2 separate regions of the Mus musculus genome follow, and region 1 is linked to region 2. A link is a contact called in public Hi-C data. All regions are on one chromosome and are shown on one strand. The core of a region is the stretch at or near the end of the contact, and the rest is flanking DNA. Distances in the headings are between cores, read along the strand shown. Region 1 holds the start of Exoc5 (exocyst complex component 5). Region 2 holds the start of Ddhd1 (DDHD domain containing 1).

Region 1 (3,724 bases), core at 127-2,626, 3.4 Mb before region 2:
TTGGACCCTATCATTAAGGAATGTAAATAAAGAAAACCATAGATTCATACAGTTCAAGTATCTAGAGCTGCATTATCCAGTATGGTAGACACCAGGTACATGTGTTACTGAAATGTAAGCAAAACTAACAACTAATGGGGGTCATGGTTGTTGCATTCCTTTAATTCTAGTATTTGGAAACCAGAAGCAGGAGGGTATCTATGAGTTTGTGGCTAGCTTGGTCTACACAGTGAATTCTGGGTAAGCCAGTGGTACACAGTGAGGCTCTGTCTCAAAACCACAGCAACAAAAACCTAATAACTGAGTTCCTCAGTTACACCATTCAAATGCTTTCTGGTTTACATTCGAAGAGATTTAAAATTGGTCACCTTTCTACCATACATTGCTGCTTTCCAAGAACACACATCTACTCATTAACACAGAGGCTTCTTAGAAATAATGCCAAGAGACAGGTAACAACTTCAAGAACTGACAGATGGGATCTCCTGAAATCAAAACAGTTCTGCAAAGCAAATAAAACTACAAGCAAAGTGGCGAGACAGCCTATAGACTGGGGGGAACTTAGCCAGCTATACTTTATATCGGGGTTAATATCTAATATAAAGAACTGCAGAGTCCTCTCCATAGAATTATCTTGGTAAGATATGGCAAATTCTAAAGGTGGGACCAAACCACTTATGCCACCTGGATAAAAAGGTGACTGTAATTTAATTTTTCACACTTCTATTTTGCTCACCCACTAGAAGCTGCAAACTATAACGTTCTTTAAGCAATCATTTTTGTACCAAACTTAAACAGATGGAATTAATTTTAAAGATACATTAGTATAGCCGGGTGTCGTGGCCCACACCTGTAATCCCAGCACTCTGGAGGTATCTGTAAATTCAAGGCCAGCCTGGTCTACGTATCAAGTTCTAGGACAGCCAGGTATACATGAATCCTGTCTCAAATATATAAATAAATAAAGATACAATAGCAGTAATACTAGAAAACATGTAGCATCATGTAACAAGCAACTCATTCCTTACAACAAAGTGAGATAAACGTAGAAAGCCTAAATTGCCCAAGGGCACCCTGCTAGCTGCTCCTGGGACAGCTGAGACTCAGCGCACCACAAAAACTCCTGCTTAGATTCATCCTTGGACCCATCATGCCTGAGGATCCAGACTTGCAATTACCTGGAGAATCTGACGGTGCCTCCAAGTGGAGTTCCTGGTTCGTGACGTATGAGCCACACTGCCCGCAGGGCCATGGTTAAGCCTCCCAAGTATCAGAGCGATGTAGAAACTAAGGTCGCCATCCAGCCAAAGTAGACCCCGCCTTCTAGATGGGCTGTACCAGGCAACGTCCGGGTTCTCCCTGAGCCGCAAGAGCTCACTGGAGATGCTCGCTCTTCCGGGTGAGGTGACTCAAGTCTCCCGGTCCCTTCAAGAGATTAAAACACTCCTCAGAAGGTCTTAAGAACCTACACCCGGAATCTCAAGGGACTGGAATACTCTTCTCGCCCACTTCCGGGACGGCGGCCCGCGAGGCTCAAGACGCGTCACCCTGTCGCAAACGAGCGCCTCCGCGGCCCGCTCGCCGCTCGCTCCTTTCGCCCGCCCCGCGAAGTCGGCCGGGCGCGCGCAGCCCCACTTCCGGCGTGCGAGGCGGTGACAATGGGAGCGGCGCGGGCGGCGCCGGGAGGCAGCTGACAGGCGTCTGCGGCTCCGCTTCATGGCTGCTCTCCCTCTCTGCCTTCGCTGTGTGAGGACCGGGGCAGCCAGCAGCGGTGCGCAGCCCGGGCCGGAGGCGGTAGGCCGAGCTGGGACTGGTGAGCGGCGCCGCTGAGGCGCAGCATGTGAAGCGGAGACGGCCTCGAGCGCGGGGCGAGCCTCTCAGCCGGCCGGCATGGCCACGACGGCCGAGCTCTTCGAGGTGGGTCCCGGGGCTCGGCGGGCGGCGGCGGCGGCGGCGGGGGAGGGGCGGGTGGCGGCGGGACGCTGGGCCGGCTCGGGTGGCAGGGCGGCCAGACGTCCCGGAGACCGGACGGGCAGTGGGCAGGGCTGACTCCGGAGCCCAGGGCCGGCGAGCCGGGTCTTGCTGTGCGGATCCTCGCGACGGTGCTACAGGGGGCATCTGAATGGAGACTCTGGGGGGCTCCTCGGTGCCGAGGTTCCGACAAGCTCAGAAGCGGCCCTGGGGTGCCTGCCGTCTTACCTTACAGTCGAAAAGGCTGGGAGGATTCTTTTAAGGACAATAAAGGCCTACTTAGCCTCAGCACGGAAGGGAAGCGACACATCTTACTGCATTTAATTGCTGTGGAACCCTCCGACTGCTAGTTAAAGGATCCTTGGGCTGTGAGAAGCTGTGGGAGCGTTCAGGTGCATTTTCTTGAGTGTTTCAATATTTAAACTTGACAGTTGGATTTTGTGGCGTGTCAGTGTCAGAAGCGGTGAGGTTTGAGATAATGGAATGGGGTTACAAGACAATGAAACAGTATCTTCTTGTGTGGAAAAAAATAGAAGTAGTCATATGAAGAAAAATGAGGAATACACCTTCTCCCCCGCTGGGGCGTGATTACTCCATAGCAGCAGAAGTGTAAGTTGTAGAGAACACTGCAGTTCACAGTTAAGAATGTCACCATAGGTGAAAATTGTATCCATTGAGCATCAGCGTGTTCTGTGGCGTGAATTTTAAATGCCATTGTTTCCATTAAAAAAAAAATCTAACTTTTCAGTTACTTTTTTTTGTTACTGAACGTTGACTTGCAGTCATTCCTAGCATAGATACTGCATTTGTTTAGAGAAATAGCATGCCTAAATTGTAAGTTGTAATGAAAGTGATTTGAGTAAAAGTTATAATTACACCTAGGAAAAATTTATTGCTGTTCCTCAGATGTAAATGTCTGGAGATATTATAACATTTGCTTCACCAGTCATAAAATTCTGCTCATTTACTGTGTATCCTTGGTCAAGATACTAGGTAATTCTGTAATTACTTGTTTCAATTTTTATATCTTACAGGCTTTGGGATCTTTAAATAATACTTTCATGACGAGCTACTTATTAACAGAAAAACAGTATATTATCCTACTGTTATAGTGAATTCTCTTTAACATCCACAATTTCCTCTTGGATGGAAAATTATATTTTCTTCTTTAGACGTATACCAAGATGTCTTCAGTAACTTATTCGAAAATGTGTTTTCTTTCTCAGGGATGAAGAAAGTGGGGGTGGGGGGAAGGGGTGAAGAAATTTGTATTTTGTTCTCTAAGTCTTGTCATTTAGTGGAGTTGTTAAAGTTGTTTAGCTTAGTGACAGCAGTTCTGTAGGAGAGAAACCCAATGATGATACAGTAATCGGAAGATTCGTAGAACACACAGGCATATTGATAGGTCTCATAACTGGAGTGATCCCAACTCTGTCATTTGTAGTTGTTGTTTCATCAAAATCAGAAACATAATAATAGTTACAATGAAGTAGTGCCAGTTATGCATAATTAAGTCTGTTTGTCCTTTCCTGTGAGTCTAACCCTGCACTAGGTTCTGCTTGTGAATAAACCTTCATTCTCCAAGTGAAAAGTTACCTTTTTTTTTTTCTAATAGAAAGGGAAGAAGGAAAAAGGCCCCCAGTGTCTGCTGCCATTTCCTGCAGCTACTGCTACAAATATGGGTTGCAGATTAAGTCAGGCTGTGTCTTTCTCTCCTACTTCCCATTCTAAGTCACAGCTGGAGAGCAAGGGA
Region 2 (3,594 bases), core at 872-3,371:
GGGGTAGAAGACAGGGTATGCCAGCCATATCCTGTAACAGGCAGGGACTAAGGGATGCTGGGAGAACCTGGAGGTCAGGTCTGCTTTGATATTAATAGGCACCGTAGCCATTTGTCCCAGGGTTTGAGACTTGACACTGTATCTACCACTTTTAATTACACTTTAATATAGCATCTCCTAAGCTAGAGGATCCTGGTTCTCTTTGGCATCGGAAGCATACAGAAGTGTCTGTACATGGGTAACTATCAGAACAGTGTGGATCAATGCCTCCATGAATAAAACACAGTTCAAAGTTCATACTCAATTTCTTACTCTGCATACTATTAATAGAGACATTGGGAAAGAATTTGGGATGCAGAAATGCAGATGCTTTGTTAGTGGGGCTGTAATGTACAAGTGGACAGACTGCTCACTGAGCAAGATTATCCAGCCAATCCAGTCGTTATGGTAGAAAATACCACCCATGTTCCTCTATTTATCATGAATTGCAACAGTATCATCTGCCCATAGAAAGCAGGGCCTTCCAACAGATCCCTCCAAAAGCACAGGGCACAACAGAGATGAGCCTGATTGAAATAATGACTTTGAAGGCTCTCTGACAGGTTACATCCTGAGAGCAAGACAACTTGCCCTACTGACCTGTTTCCACAAAGTAAACATTAACAGTGAAGACTGTCTGTTCTTGAAGTAAGAGCAAGATTGGAGATTGTTTTCTCAAGATAGGATGGGTTTATAAAATGAATTTTTTTTTCAATTTAAGAGAATGGTCTGAGGTGACAGAGTGCCTCAGCTATAAAACAGGATTTCTATGAAGTTACAGCTGACCTTGACCAAACTCATCAGTCAGCCACAGTCCAAATAATCTCTGCTGGGGCAGCCTGTTCCCCAAAATGAACTGCCTTTTAATAAAACAGATAATTCCAGGAAAGGTACATCATAGACCGACACATAGCTCTATGGCTGCAAGAATTTCATTTCCAAGCCACCCACTTGCCTCTATAAAGGGCCCCAGCTAGTTTACTCCCTTCTAAGACACCCATTTCCCTCCGGAGAGTGTCTTTCCTTCTTTGTTTGAAATAAACTGTCCATCTGTTGAGGTCAGACTCTGGTCTCTGTCTTCTCTTTACTCTGTCTTGGAAGTCTAACATAACAGAGCCTCCGTGTCTCCCTGAAACCAGGAAGTGAGTTACAGAATCAGAGTTATACTAAAAACAAAAACCAAACCAAACTTGGGAAGGCTTAAAAGCCATAGAATTACTAGAGACCGTCCGGTGCAACGATCTCCTACTTATAGCAAGGAATAAGACAAATAGATAAAGGAGATTAAGTGACTTGCCTGGAGGTGGCAAAGCTGAGTTTAGAACCTAGGTTTTTGTTTTTTTTTTTTTCCTCTTTCAGTCTAATAATCTACCACACAAGGCTGGCAAGACCAGTTAGTTATAACCAAGGTACATCGAATGCGCACAGACTGTGGGAAAAGACTAAGACATAGGGACTTGGTTTCCATCCAAGGCCTTACTGCACTACAGAAAGAACAGGAAGCATAAGGACAAGAGGGCAAGCAATCTAAAGAACTGGCACAGTGACTCTAGGACGCCAGTTTTGTAAGTGGGAGTGGTCGTGCCCAGGTGAGCAGCAGGCGTAGAGGTGGGGTGCCTTCTGTATGAATGGGCTGAAGGTTGGGAAAGGGCCAAACCAGGTGACCGAGCAGGTCTTTCGGATGCTGAAAGCAGGCCTAAAGCCAGGAACGTGAGCTAGCAACTTCCAGGGCCCCTCTGGGCATACAGCTGAATCACCCACGGGGCTCATGACCCGAAAGTGTAAAGATGAGTGGGCGAGAGCCTCACTGCGGCTGGCATCCAGGGGCGTGGAAGCGAGGGGGCGGAGCCACTGCGTCGAAAGTCGTGAGGCAGGGGCTCCACGGATGCCGAGACCGCCGCGACCCCGTCTGACCCCCGCTTCCAGGCGCGGAAGACTACGTACAGCCTAGCGCCAAACGGGAGCTCCAGCAGAGTCCTCGGGCCTTCCGGGGAGGCGCGCGCGGCTGGGGGCGGGGCCCCTGTGGCCCCGCCCACGCAGGGCTGCGTAACAATGGGGCGGGCCCCGGAACGGCGCTGCGGCGGCCGGGGGCCGGCGGGGAGGCGGAGTCGCCTCGGCCGCAGCTGCTGCCCTGCTCGGGATTTGAAAGATTATAAAGTCCGGGCCGAGAGGGCGGCGGCGTCGGATGCGCGTGTGGCGGAAGCGCCGGCGGCATGAACTACCCGGGCCGCGGCGCCCCACGGAGCCCCGAGCGTAACGGCCGCGGCGGCGGTGCCTGGGAGCTGGGCTCGGACGCGGCGGGCGTGTTCGGCGGCGGCGGCTGCTGCTTCGAGCACCAGCCGGGCGACAGCGTGCCGCTGTCGCTGCTGCGCGCCGAGCCGCTGCACCTGGCACCGGGCGCCGACGACCTGAGCCACCTGGCTCTGGACCCGTGCCTCAGCGACGAGACCTACGACTTCAGCTCGGCCGAGTCCGGCTCGTCGTTGCGCTACTACAGCGAGGGCGAGAGCGCGGGCGGCGGCAGCTCTTCTTCGCCTCCGCCGCCGCTCGTCGCCCAGAACTCGGGGGGCGGCGGGGCGGCGGGAGGGGGCCCCGGGGACAGGAAGCGCGCCCGGCCCGGCGGCGCAGCCGCCCGGCACCGCTACGAGGTGGTGACGGAGCTGGGCCCCGAGGAGGTGCGCTGGTTCTACAAGGAAGACAAGAAGACCTGGAAGCCCTTCATCGGCTACGACTCTCTGCGCATCGAGCTCGCCTTCCGGACCCTGCTGCAGACCACGGGCGCCCAGGCCCGGGCGGCGGGCCGCGATGGAGACCGGGTGTGTGGCCCAAGCTCCAGCTTCGGGGAGGAAGACGAGGAGGACAGCGCCTGCGGCTTCTGCCCGCGCGCGGCGGGGCCTGAGCCGGAGATGGAGGAGCTGGTGACCATCGAGCCGGTGTGCGTGCGCGGCGGCCTCTACGAGGTGGATGTCACTCAAGGAGAGTGCTACCCGGTGTACTGGAACCGTAAGTGGCTGGCCAGGGGCGGGCCAGGCTCGGCGCGCGCTGGACGGCGTTTGGGGGTTCGGTTGCCCCCGCGATGCCTGCCTCGGGTTAGGATGCAGGTTGCGCGGGGTGCCTCGGCAGGTGAAGGGTAAAAGAGCAGATGGCAGCGCCCAAGCTGCTAGCGGGGTCAGGAGGGGAGGATTCCGCCGGGGATTGTGCCTCCTGGGTGAGTAGAGTGCTGCTGCCATCCCCTGGAGGGTATCCAGGAACGGATCCCCAAGCCAGTAGCTTTAGTTTCTTGACCGTACCAGGGGCTTTGTCCACCTGGATATCTGATTCGGTCTCGTGTCTCCTGAAGCTCCTGTGATTTAAATAACATGTCCTGGAGTGAGTGGAAATGCTTGAGTGTTTTTATGAGAATCAACAGTTCAGCTTAAAACCTGAGAAGAGAAAAGCCCTGACGGGAAAGGAGAGTTACAATGTGTTATTCACAGTGGATGTGTTGGGCACAAGAGGAAAGAACTGCAGGAAGTGGCAGTGCGAAGTGGGTCCGTACCCTCTGTATAGAATGTT

The links. A called contact is a pair of places that touch in the nucleus more often than the background predicts.
Region 1: a contact with region 2 is called in a Hi-C map of CD4 T cells, with 7 times the contacts expected there. The contact joins the promoter of Exoc5 here to the promoter of Ddhd1 in region 2. A contact is called at or near these places in 2 of 484 Hi-C or Micro-C datasets (both in CD4 T cells).

The regions. Positions count from the first base shown.
Region 1 is chr14:49,064,319-49,068,042 of GRCm38.p6, reverse strand. It overlaps Exoc5 (exocyst complex component 5), which reads left to right and starts at 1,376. Exons shown (of 18, transcript NM_207214.3): 1 at 1,376-1,917. The coding sequence starts at 1,891. It overlaps Ap5m1 (adaptor-related protein complex 5, mu 1 subunit), which reads right to left and starts at 1,494. Exons shown (of 8, transcript NM_144535.5): 1 at 1,179-1,494. The coding sequence starts at 1,252.
Region 2 is chr14:45,656,670-45,660,263 of GRCm38.p6, reverse strand. It overlaps Ddhd1 (DDHD domain containing 1), which reads left to right and starts at 2,121. Exons shown (of 14, transcript NM_001042719.2): 1 at 2,121-3,042. The coding sequence starts at 2,253. Mir5131 (microRNA 5131) reads left to right here and starts at 2,211; the gene lies at 2,211-2,303.